Regions from separate parts of the Mus musculus genome. Here region 2 is linked to region 1. Evidence: chromatin contacts called from public HiChIP or PLAC-seq data. All regions are on one chromosome and are shown on one strand. The core of a region is the stretch at or near the end of the contact, and the rest is flanking DNA. Distances in the headings are between cores, read along the strand shown.

Region 1 (4,730 bases), core at 1,744-4,243:
CCTATCCCAGGACAATAGGACAGTGTCCCGAGTGCTGGCATTAGAGGCCTGTGCACCGTGCCCCACTCTTAGGTACAGCAGTGGAAGCAATGGTGAGAAGCCATCCTGATGCTCACAGGACGAGTGCTTCCGAATGGAGTCATGCCTAGGAGGCTGGCTCCTCAGTGGGTGTGGTTCTGTGTTGGACCACGTGAGGCCCAGGGACGAAGCATCTCCCTGTGTATTGCGGCAGTCCCAGGGACTGATGGGTAAACACATGCAGCTTTGTATTGCGGCAGCCCCAGGGACTGATGGGTAAACACATGCACCTGTGTATTGCGGCAGCCCCAGGGCCTGATGGGGAAACACATGCAGCTGTTTCCAGACTGGCATTTTCACTGTTACTAACAGTGATCAGGTTTAATACGTGGCTGGCAGGTGAAAGTAAAGTAAAGCTTTATTTCAAGGTTAGTAAATGGCAAAGCACAGTGTCCACTCGTTTTCTTTTCAAGATCCTCACTGCCATGAATCCTCCGTGTTTGTTTGTATCCTGGTTTGTTTGGATTAATTGGCAGCAATTAATCTCTTTCCTGTCAATTGATTGAGAATTGTCGTTGGCTGTGAGCCAAGAACACGCTTGAGCATAGCTACTGTTCAAAAGAGTTAATAACAAGCAGTAAAATCCAGCCAGTTCAGAGTCTCTTATTTGCCAGCTGCCTGGAAAGGGAATACCCCCAAAGGAAGAGACAGGCACAAATACACCGAGTGAGAGTTTGCTCACCAGAGCCTTTCTGTGGTTCTGTGACGTGACAAGCCGGTATTCTGGATTCATGAAAAAGTCTTCCATCTTTCATACTAATTACCTTGATACCAGAGTAAGTAGCCTCGTGTAACTGTCTTAAACAGCTGTAATTAAGGAATTCCCACATTAAAGCCCCACCCGTGGGGACGCTGTGAGATGAGAGGAGCCGAGGAGCTCTGCAGGAACATGAGCTTTGCTACGACAGCACTGGGCTTTATTGAATTGAGTTCTTTTTTTCCTTCACCAACTTGGAGTTTAAACTTGAAACTGGTGTTGCCGCCTGGTGTTTGACCAGCAATTAGAGCCCTTCCCCATCGCCTGCTTTATTCTCAGTAGCCTGGTCTCTGAACACTTAGTGCTCACACGTGAATGTCCCTTGGCTTTTTAGCATTTCTACGGAGTTTCCTTCTGGAAAAGTGTTTACCTAGACCTTCATGTAAGGGTGTTTTTGTGTAGTAGTCAAAACAAGTAACTGCAGCCGTGTCAGTCATTCCACAAAGCGCGGCTGGACGGGAGGCCAGTGCTTCCAAGAACATTCTTTGAGTGCTGACAGTAATAAGAGACAAATATGTGCTAGCGTCTTCAGACATGCTAAACTCTGGGTTAGTGTTTCAGCTTGTGCTATGAATCAGCCTTCAGCCTGTGCAGCCATGCTGGCCTGGTGTTTTAGTTTGGGTTTTACTGCTCTGAACAGAAACCATGACCAAGGCAGCTCTTACAAGGATGACATTAAATTGGAGTTGGCTTACAGGTTCAGAGATTCAGTCCATCATCATCAAGGTGGGAGCAGGGCAGCGTCCAGCCATACATGGGGCTGGAGGAGCTGAGAGTTCCACCTCTTGTTCTGAAGGCAGCTAGCAGAAAACTAACTTCTAGGCAGCTAGGATGAGAATTGTAAAGCCCACACCTACTCCAGCAAGGCTGCCCCTCCTAATAATGCCACTCCCTGAGCCAAGGATATACAAACCACCACACCTGGGCTCTGTGACTTTCTGCATGGGTCATTGTTTTAATCTTCAAAAGCCATATATGCAGACATTAGGCTTTCTAAGATTTTGGGTGGAACAGAGATTTTTTTTTTTTTTTTTGTAATTTCTACCAAATAATGGGCTTTCAGTAATGGTCCATTATTTTTGTTAAAAATACTACAGTGAGATTTTTTTTTCTTAGAATTTCAAGTACTTTTATGGCAAATTCCTGTGTACAGCCTACACATTTAACTTGACAGAGGCTAAAATAAAACACTTGAGACTGAATCCGTTCTCTTCTGCCTAAATCCAGTACATCACCCAATCTTCCTGCTCTGATGAAATTATTGAGCTGTTTCCCTCTTATTTCTGCTGCTCCGCCCCCTGTAGATCTTTCTTTATCCTTCCCCTGAAACAAGGTGGTCGCGCCCCCCCCCCCATCATTGGGTTTCCCATGGCTTTCTCAAGTCTGGCTCTGTGGTGTAACCTTTATGGCAGTGCCCCCGTTAGCAGCGTGTGAAGCCACTGCACTCCCCGTGCATCATGGCTTTGCACACGTCCTTCCCTGCTGACCAGCCTTCCAGATGTGTGTGAGTGGCATCACTCCCGAATGCTTCCTGCCATCCTCTTTCCTTCCTTAGGTAACATTGCTACATTCATGCTAAGTGCCTGTGCACACACCTGCCTCACTGCAAGGACAAGACAGTACCTCACTCCTCTCTGTCACCCCAACATCTGTACAGTATCTGGCACACAACACTCAGTGAATTGCTTTTAAAACTGGTCCAAATTGAGTTGAACTCTTGGACATACGCAGTTAAAATTTAGTCTTGGCAGTTGAAATAATTGGCAGGGTGTTTTGTTGTTATTGTTACTTTATTAAGACATTTTTTCAAATAAACTGTTTTATATCTATATGAATTGCATGTTTGTTTTGTGTGTATTTGGGAGAAGAGACACACATATATTGAGTGCCCTGTGGATCAAAGGACATCTGTGGGAGTCAGGTTTTTCCTTCTAAATGGGTCCCTGGGATCAAACTCGGATCATCAGGCTTGGCTTGGGAGCAAGAGCCTTCTCCTCCTGAGCCAGCCTGCCAGCCTGGGTTTTTTTTTTTTTTAATGATTAAACTGTTTTCCCTCATGTAGGACAACGGTGTCCTTGTAATCATAAATGGTGGAATATTACTGTGATTCATGCCCTAGTCACAGAGAGTTGTAAATACAGAGAGTGGTAGGAGGTGGCAGATCTGTGTATAGAGCGCAGTTCCTGCATCAGTTCCTGCAGTGTGCTGACCCTCACATTAACCAGCTCCATGTTCTCGTATTAAATCTGTGCTTCCGAAGGAGAAGGATACGAGGTTATCCTTTTGCTCCGTGATTCTTCTTACCAGGTCTCTGTGTTCCTTAGAACATGTTGTTCCACCACCAAGGCCCATTGCGGTTTGGGGCAAATTGTTTAATTGCTCTGGGCTTGAGTTTCCTGGTCTGTAAAACAGATAATAGGTGTAACTCACAGGGCTGTGTGAGAGAGGTCAGTGAGTTAATAGTATCGGAACTTAAAATAGTGCCTGGTGTGGAGAGTCCTCTCTCGGTTGCCCTTTGGCTGTGTCCGTGCTGGGCCGTCCTCCCTGCCCTGCTCTCTCTCCCTTGACTGCCAAGCTCTGCTCGTTGGGACCTTTATGAGTCCATTCTCCACTGGGATCCCAGTCTTCTGCGCTGGTGCCAGGTCAGCATCAGGCCTCCTGTTGGGCTGAGGCTCCAGGAGGGCACGGTGCCTGGCACAGCAGCTGGGTCATAAAATGTATTGAATGAATAAGTGGATGATGGAGCCAACTGGGAAGGAGAACAGGATCACGTGGAATGGAAAGTTGATACTTCTGATGTTGTGGTCAGGCAGGAAGAAGGAGGTGTGTGTGGGTGTGTCTGTCTGTGTATGTGTGTCTGTGTGTATGTATGTATGAGTCTGTACATGTGTGTGTGTCTGTACATGAGTGCAGGTGCCCATAGAGAATTGGATCCCCTGGGGTGATTTTGATCTGGATGATGTTAGGCTGGGAGTTGAACTTGGGTTCTCTGAAGCAGCAGCTCTCTTAACCCTGAGCCATCTCTCCAGTGTTGGTGGAATTACAGCTGATTCTCTTCCTTTCTTTCTAGTAACTCTCTTTTCTGTGAGGATGTGTATGAATTATACGCTGCTGGAGCTGTGTGAGAGGTCACCTCTGGATTACTATCCTTGGATGCTCATGTGCACCTGTGTGCACACACAGGCACGTACACCCATGAACACAGAGGCCAGAGGACATTGTCTGGTGTACATTACTCTCTTTTGCTTGCTTCCTTGAAACGTGGTTTTTGACTGAACAGGAAGCTTGCTGGTTGGACAGGCCGACTGGCTGAGGTGAGCTCTTGGATCCACCGCTGTCCCTCAACACTGGGGCTAAGGCTTCTTATAAGTAGCCATGTCTGGTTTTTACATGTGCTGGAAATTTGAACGCAAGTTCTCATGCTTGCAAATATTCTTAGCTACTGAGCCACCTCCCCAGGCCCTTGCCTTTTATTCTAATCGCCTAATTTTTTTCCTCCAATTTTTTATTAGGTATTTACTTCATTTACATTTCAAATGCTATCCCAAAAGCCCCCCATACCCTCCCGCCCCCCCCCCCGCACACCCTCCCCCGCTCCCCTACCCACCCATTCCTACTTCTTGGCCAGGTGTTTCCCCTGTACTGTGGCATATAAAGTTTGCAAGACCAAAGGGCCTCTCTTCCCAATGATGGCCAACTAGGCCATCTTCTGCTAAAAATGCAGCTAGAGACACGAGCTCTGGGGGTACTGGTTAGTCCATATTGTTGTTCCACCTATAGGGTTGCAGACCCCTTCAGCTCCTTGGGTACTTTCTCTAGCTCCTCCATTGGGGGCCCTGTGTTCCATCCAATAGCTGACTGTGAGCATCCACTTCTGTGTTTGCCAGGCACTGGC
Region 2 (5,171 bases), core at 377-2,876, 1.1 Mb after region 1:
TGTCTTCAATCCCAGCACTTGGGAGGCAGAGGCAGGCGGATTTCTGAGTTTGAGGCCAGCCTGGTCTACAAAGTACGTTCCAGGACAGCCAGGGCTATACAGAGAAACCCTGTCTCGAAAAAAACAAATCTTCTTCAGTCTCTACTGAAGCACTTCTCTGGCTTTTTGAGGTAAGTATTACTATAAGATTCTCATTTTATTGGTGAGGAAACTAGGGCACAAAAGTCAAAAGACAAGCTGTCATTAAAACACCAAATTAAAATCTAGGAAAACTATTAAAAAGAATTTGTAGCACACACAGTCTAAAACCAACTTCTGTTTAAAAATGAATTATTTAAATGGCAAACCCTGGTGAAAATAAATGCTGTTTTGTAAATCTTTGTTGTTCATGTTCTAGACTACAGTGACTTCCTTTCAGAAGTCCTCTAACTTGCCATGTTTCTTTAATGTGTACCTCCGAAGTGAAATCAGGTGTAATACTCAGCAAAGCAGTCAAGTTTACTATCTGAAAGAAAGCTGCTTCCCAGGACCCTCACTACAAAAGCATGGAATTTCTATTTCTCAGGATCTTCCTCTACAAGCTGGAATAGTAACTTAAGGTTAACTAATAAGAAAGGTAGGCAAAGAGACCTTCCGCAAGGCAGCAGCACACTCGTTTCTTTAGGTACGGACGTACACTGGAGGTTGGAGAAGTGAAATTCGGAATTACAACTTCAAACCAATGAAGAATGCCTAATTTAACTATCTTTAATTGCTTCCGAACGAAAGCCTATCTCGAAACACCGAAACAGCTGTTACTTGCCTATAGCCTAGGGCACCGAATTGCACGCCTAAAGTTAATGACACGTTTGCCCGTAGATCTCCGAGATCTCGTCTACGATACCCACGGCGGTCCCGTATCAGGAGCTGAGCCGTCATCCCCTGGATGGGTCAACAGCTGACAAACGGGACACACACACACCACCTGCCTCGGCGTCTGCGCCCGCCCCGGCCCCTCTCTAGGCCCGGCTTTTAATTTACGGCGAGAGTGACCACGGTGCTGGCAGGGTCGCTGCTGTCCACGACAGCCTGGACGAGACAACGAAGGGCGCGGCCGATCACCGAAGCTCCCTGGCCGCGGGCGCGGACGCCGGCGGCACTCGGCAGGAACGCCCCCGGGCAGCGGAGCGGCTCCGCGGCCAGCTGCTCCGCAGAGCCGCGACGAGTACAGGCCAGTGCCAGGCCTGGGAGCCCCCTCAGCCGCGCCCAGGTCCCCGTCCGCCCGTAACCGCCGAAGGAAACGGCCCCGGCAGGGTTTTAGCGTCTTACCTAGTGGTACGGTCCCAGCCGACCGCCATGTTTCACAGAAGCCCGGGTCGCCCGAGCCCGGCGCACACGAAGATCTCGCGAGAACAAGAGCAACTCTCACGGCTGACCATGTCCGAAGGGAGCGCAAATGGAGAACTCGCGATACTTTCCGCGTTGACGGTATGTGATCTAATCAAGCGGCGCGGTCAACCTGAAAGGGGCGTGGCTACGTGGAAACTAAGTGAAAATAGGAGGCCGGTCCCTTTCCAGGAAGGGGAAGTTACCTTCCGCCTGACCCCGAGACAAACCGACTGGAACGGCGCTCCGCACTACAGACCGGAAGTGATCACCAGCCACCTTAAGGCGCCGGCCACACTGCAGCTCAGGTGGTTGAGAGGCCTCCGGCTTTGCGTCTTCATTTATTCCGGTCTACAACACCTAAACCTCCCTTGTCGGGCGTGGAGAACGGTTTCGATTATTCGGTCAGTGTGCTTAAGGATTCCCTAAAAGTAAGCTACGCAAGAAAGCCCGACAGTGTGTGCTCATGGCCCTTCACAGCACAGGACGGAATAGAGGGGCTTTGGAAAAAAAGTTGGCTCCGAAATGCTGGAGAGGAACCCACTCAAGCTCCCGTCCTACCCATTTGCTACCAAATTTTACAGGCACGCGTTGTGGTTTAAAAACAGTTTTAAGGAAAGCGTACTTATGACGAATGTCTACACAGAAAGCACTGTTTTCTCTAATCTTCACAATACTATTGCCAAGAAATACCACTATTTACTTGGTTAGTAGGTAAGGGTTTGAGTTTTAAGAGGGAGGTAAAGAGTAGTTAAGAGCTGTCAAAGAGAAACAGGCTGGGAGATCTTGACTACAGATTGACTGTGTGTATACTCCTTTACTGAAAAGAGACCCTCATCCTTCAAACCAAGGACAAATGCATGCACTCTGGTGGCAATTTAATCTCCAGACTTTCAAGACTACTCCAATTAATCATAAATTCCTATTTGACTTAAGGTTCGTGGATAATAAACACAGCCTCAAGCCAAGATTACCTAAATTAAATATCCAATCTAACTTGTTAATATCGTGACTTTGAGCATATTGCATTTCTTTGTATCTCTATCCCCTCATCTGTCAAATGGGCATAATAATGTGTTGATACATGTCTAAAATGCAAACTTACCTCACTTGTAATCTATCGGCAGCTCCTCCCTGTCGTCTCCATACCCAGGTCTACAGTGTATAGGCTGTAGCTTGGATAAAGGCAGGACTGTTGTTCATTTAGTTACACCTGATCCTTTGTCTCCAGGGCACGTTTCCTTTAGAGTAATAACGATCCCCCTGAGAGTTGGGTTTCACAACATAGCAAAACTAAATAATTTGACCCTGCTATTTTTAGAAAAACAATTTTAAAAGCTAACAAGCATAAAAGTTAATTTTTCCCGAAGAGTGAAACTTCTTAACCAATGAATCAATCATTTAGCTTCTCTGGTTTTCTTTAATGCTTCTCTTTCTTTGCTTCGTTTTGTTGTTTTGTCTGGTGCTTGGCATCAGATTTGGAGCCTGATACAAGTGAAGCTGTACCACTGAACTACATTGCCAGGAAGACCTGCCTGACTTTATAGGTTAATTTTCATATTATTGGTGGCATAATATATGGGAAACAGTCTGCTTTTTAGAGACTCCATCCCATTATGTTTCATTTATTGAAGAGAGGTTTAGGAGTAGGGTTAAAATGCTCAAACTATATTTTTATGACATCCTTTTAATTCTCCGTAGATTGGGGACAAGCTTTAGCTAGTTAATAACAAAAGAGAAACTAATATTACTCTCTAAGGTTCACATGTACCTCAAGTGGCTTTTGTGTCTTATTCTTTTTTTGTTGTTTGTTTTGTTTTTTCGAGACAGGGTTTCTCTGTGTACCCCTGTCTGTCCTGAAACTCACTCTGTAGACCAGGCTGGCCTCGAACTCAGAAATCCGCCTGCCTCTGCCTCCCAAGTGCTAGGATTAAAGGCGTGTGCCACCACCGCCCGGCATGTCTTATTCCTAACCCAAATCTATTCTTCTTTATATATGAACATCACCACCAGCCTCAAATTTGATTGGATCACAGTCTTCTGTGTTTGTTTCTTCTCCCTAGCTGCCAATCTCAGTGTTGTTTGTCCTGAAACTGTTGCCCAGCTTCTCAGCTGTACATAGAGCCTCTTTATCACAGGCTTCAGCTAGAGGTGACTACTAATTCTCTATTCATATTTTGTATTAACTAGTTTTTATTTGCCCAGACAGACTTTACCTATATCCCAGGCTGATCATGAACTTGGGCAGATCTTCTGCCTCAGCTTCCCAAGGGATTACAGGTGTGTGAAGTAGAAACTTATAGTTTCTTTGGAAAGTTAGTTATGTCAAATGATGTTTTGCTGGGGCACTCAGGTGAAAGGATGTCTTGCTAAAGCAGACATAGATGAAAGGATGTTTTCCTGAAGCAGACACAGGTGAAAGGATATCTTGCTATATAGCAAACATGTGGAAGGACCTGAGATGAAGGAGCATAAATGTGACCCCACAGGTGTGAGCCACCACACTTTGCTCTGAACACGTTTTCAACATTGTCATTTATGGGCTTCTGCCATTTTTTCCATGTACCTACTTGGAGCTTGAAAATCTGAGTTTTCTTATTTATATGAATATGTAGGTCCATGATATTTCAGTAGTTCCCAACTTTATTTTTAATCTTGGGAATTGTTTAGTTCCTTTCAGCTTTTTGAGATTCTCTGATAAGATATTGAAATCTTTCTGTATTTTCCTTAAACTCATCAAATTTCCTTTAAACAATGATCTCAGCAGCTCACTGGGACTTTGCCCATGCAGGTTACTGCCTGGACAGTTTCTGGTCGAGTACTTTGAGTACTAGACAAGCTCAGGGTTCCCTAAATGCTCTTGGTACAAGCTGGTATGACACATGTGCTCCCAGGGGTCAGATACTGAGCCTGTTTGTCCTGAGGGGGATGGTTTTCTCTGAGCTGGTTGTCACTTCCGTGTTTTAGCACTAGATGGCGACCAGGTTCATTCAGCTTTGCCTGTTCTCACTGTTGCTGTTTTTAGACACGAATCAACGCCCAGATTTGTTTCAATACATTTCTTGGAGTGTTGTTTAAAAGGAAATTTGAGATCTTGAAATGACCTGCCCCCAAGAAATGCTTGACTATTAGGGTTAGATGCCTCTTCCATAGTCTGTGGTTAGAGTCTGCTGGATTCTACCCTCTTCTGGGCACAGCCACCATGGATAGATTCTCTTTCATTGTGTGGTCTTTTTGCTCTGATGATGATTTTCTTTGTTGTACATAATGGTTTTTTAAATTAGTTTTGTATAATTCCATTTGTCAGTTTTTCCTGTCTTGCAGCTGTCAACATCTTGAGGGTTCCTCCATGGTTTCCCAGTGGTTTCAGAACTTCATGTCAACTTCATGCTCAATGACTTTCATCCATGTGCTGTAGGATGAGCTGCTGGTCTCAGAGGACAAGCTCCCCACTCCCCCCTGACAGTGCAAGGAGGTCTATGGGTTGACTCATAGCCACCCTGCTGAGCCCAGCGTGGGCCACAGTCGTTACCACTTTTAAAATCTGTGACCTTGGGCATGTTCCTTCACCTCACGCTGTGCCTCAGTTTTCGTTTACATAATTTTTTGAGATTATAATGTAATATGTTACTCAATGGGGATTAAGCCAATTGATGTTTATAGCAGATCATAGATATTTGTTGATTAAAAGCACAATGTGAAAGCAAGGTGTTAGGCTGACGGTATTTCAATACTAGAAGGACTTGTTGGCCATGAGAAGCCAGCACACGGTCCTTAACATGCCACACTAAATTAACCTAATTTCA

The links. HiChIP or PLAC-seq counts read pairs in DNA pulled down with a chosen protein or histone mark.
Region 2: a contact with region 1 is called in a FOXA1 HiChIP or PLAC-seq map of pancreatic cancer cells. The contact joins the promoter of 4732416N19Rik here to the enhancer-like site in region 1. A contact is called at or near these places in 6 of 39 promoter capture datasets (the 3T3-L1 cell line, the C10 cell line, hematopoietic stem and progenitor cells and 3 more) and 8 of 115 datasets of contacts at active chromatin or transcription factors (embryonic stem cells, large pre-B cells, pancreatic cancer cells and 1 more).

The regions. Positions count from the first base shown.
Region 1 is chr6:147,061,583-147,066,312 of GRCm38.p6, forward strand. All of the region lies in intron 7 of Mrps35 (mitochondrial ribosomal protein S35), which reads left to right. Among named protein-coding and RNA genes, the nearest start is that of Mrps35, 21 kb to the left of the region's middle. Within about 2 kb of position 2,994, at least 31 of the 459 cell types and tissues checked have an H3K27ac peak or open chromatin away from gene starts, as enhancers often do. A contact at or near this core is called in pancreatic cancer cells, where this site is marked.
Region 2 is chr6:148,210,662-148,215,832 of GRCm38.p6, forward strand. It overlaps 4732416N19Rik (RIKEN cDNA 4732416N19 gene), which reads left to right and starts at 1,627. Exons shown (of 2, transcript NR_015615.1): 1 at 1,627-1,769. Ergic2 (ERGIC and golgi 2) reads right to left here and starts at 1,713. Exons shown (of 14, transcript NM_026168.4): 1 at 1,309-1,713.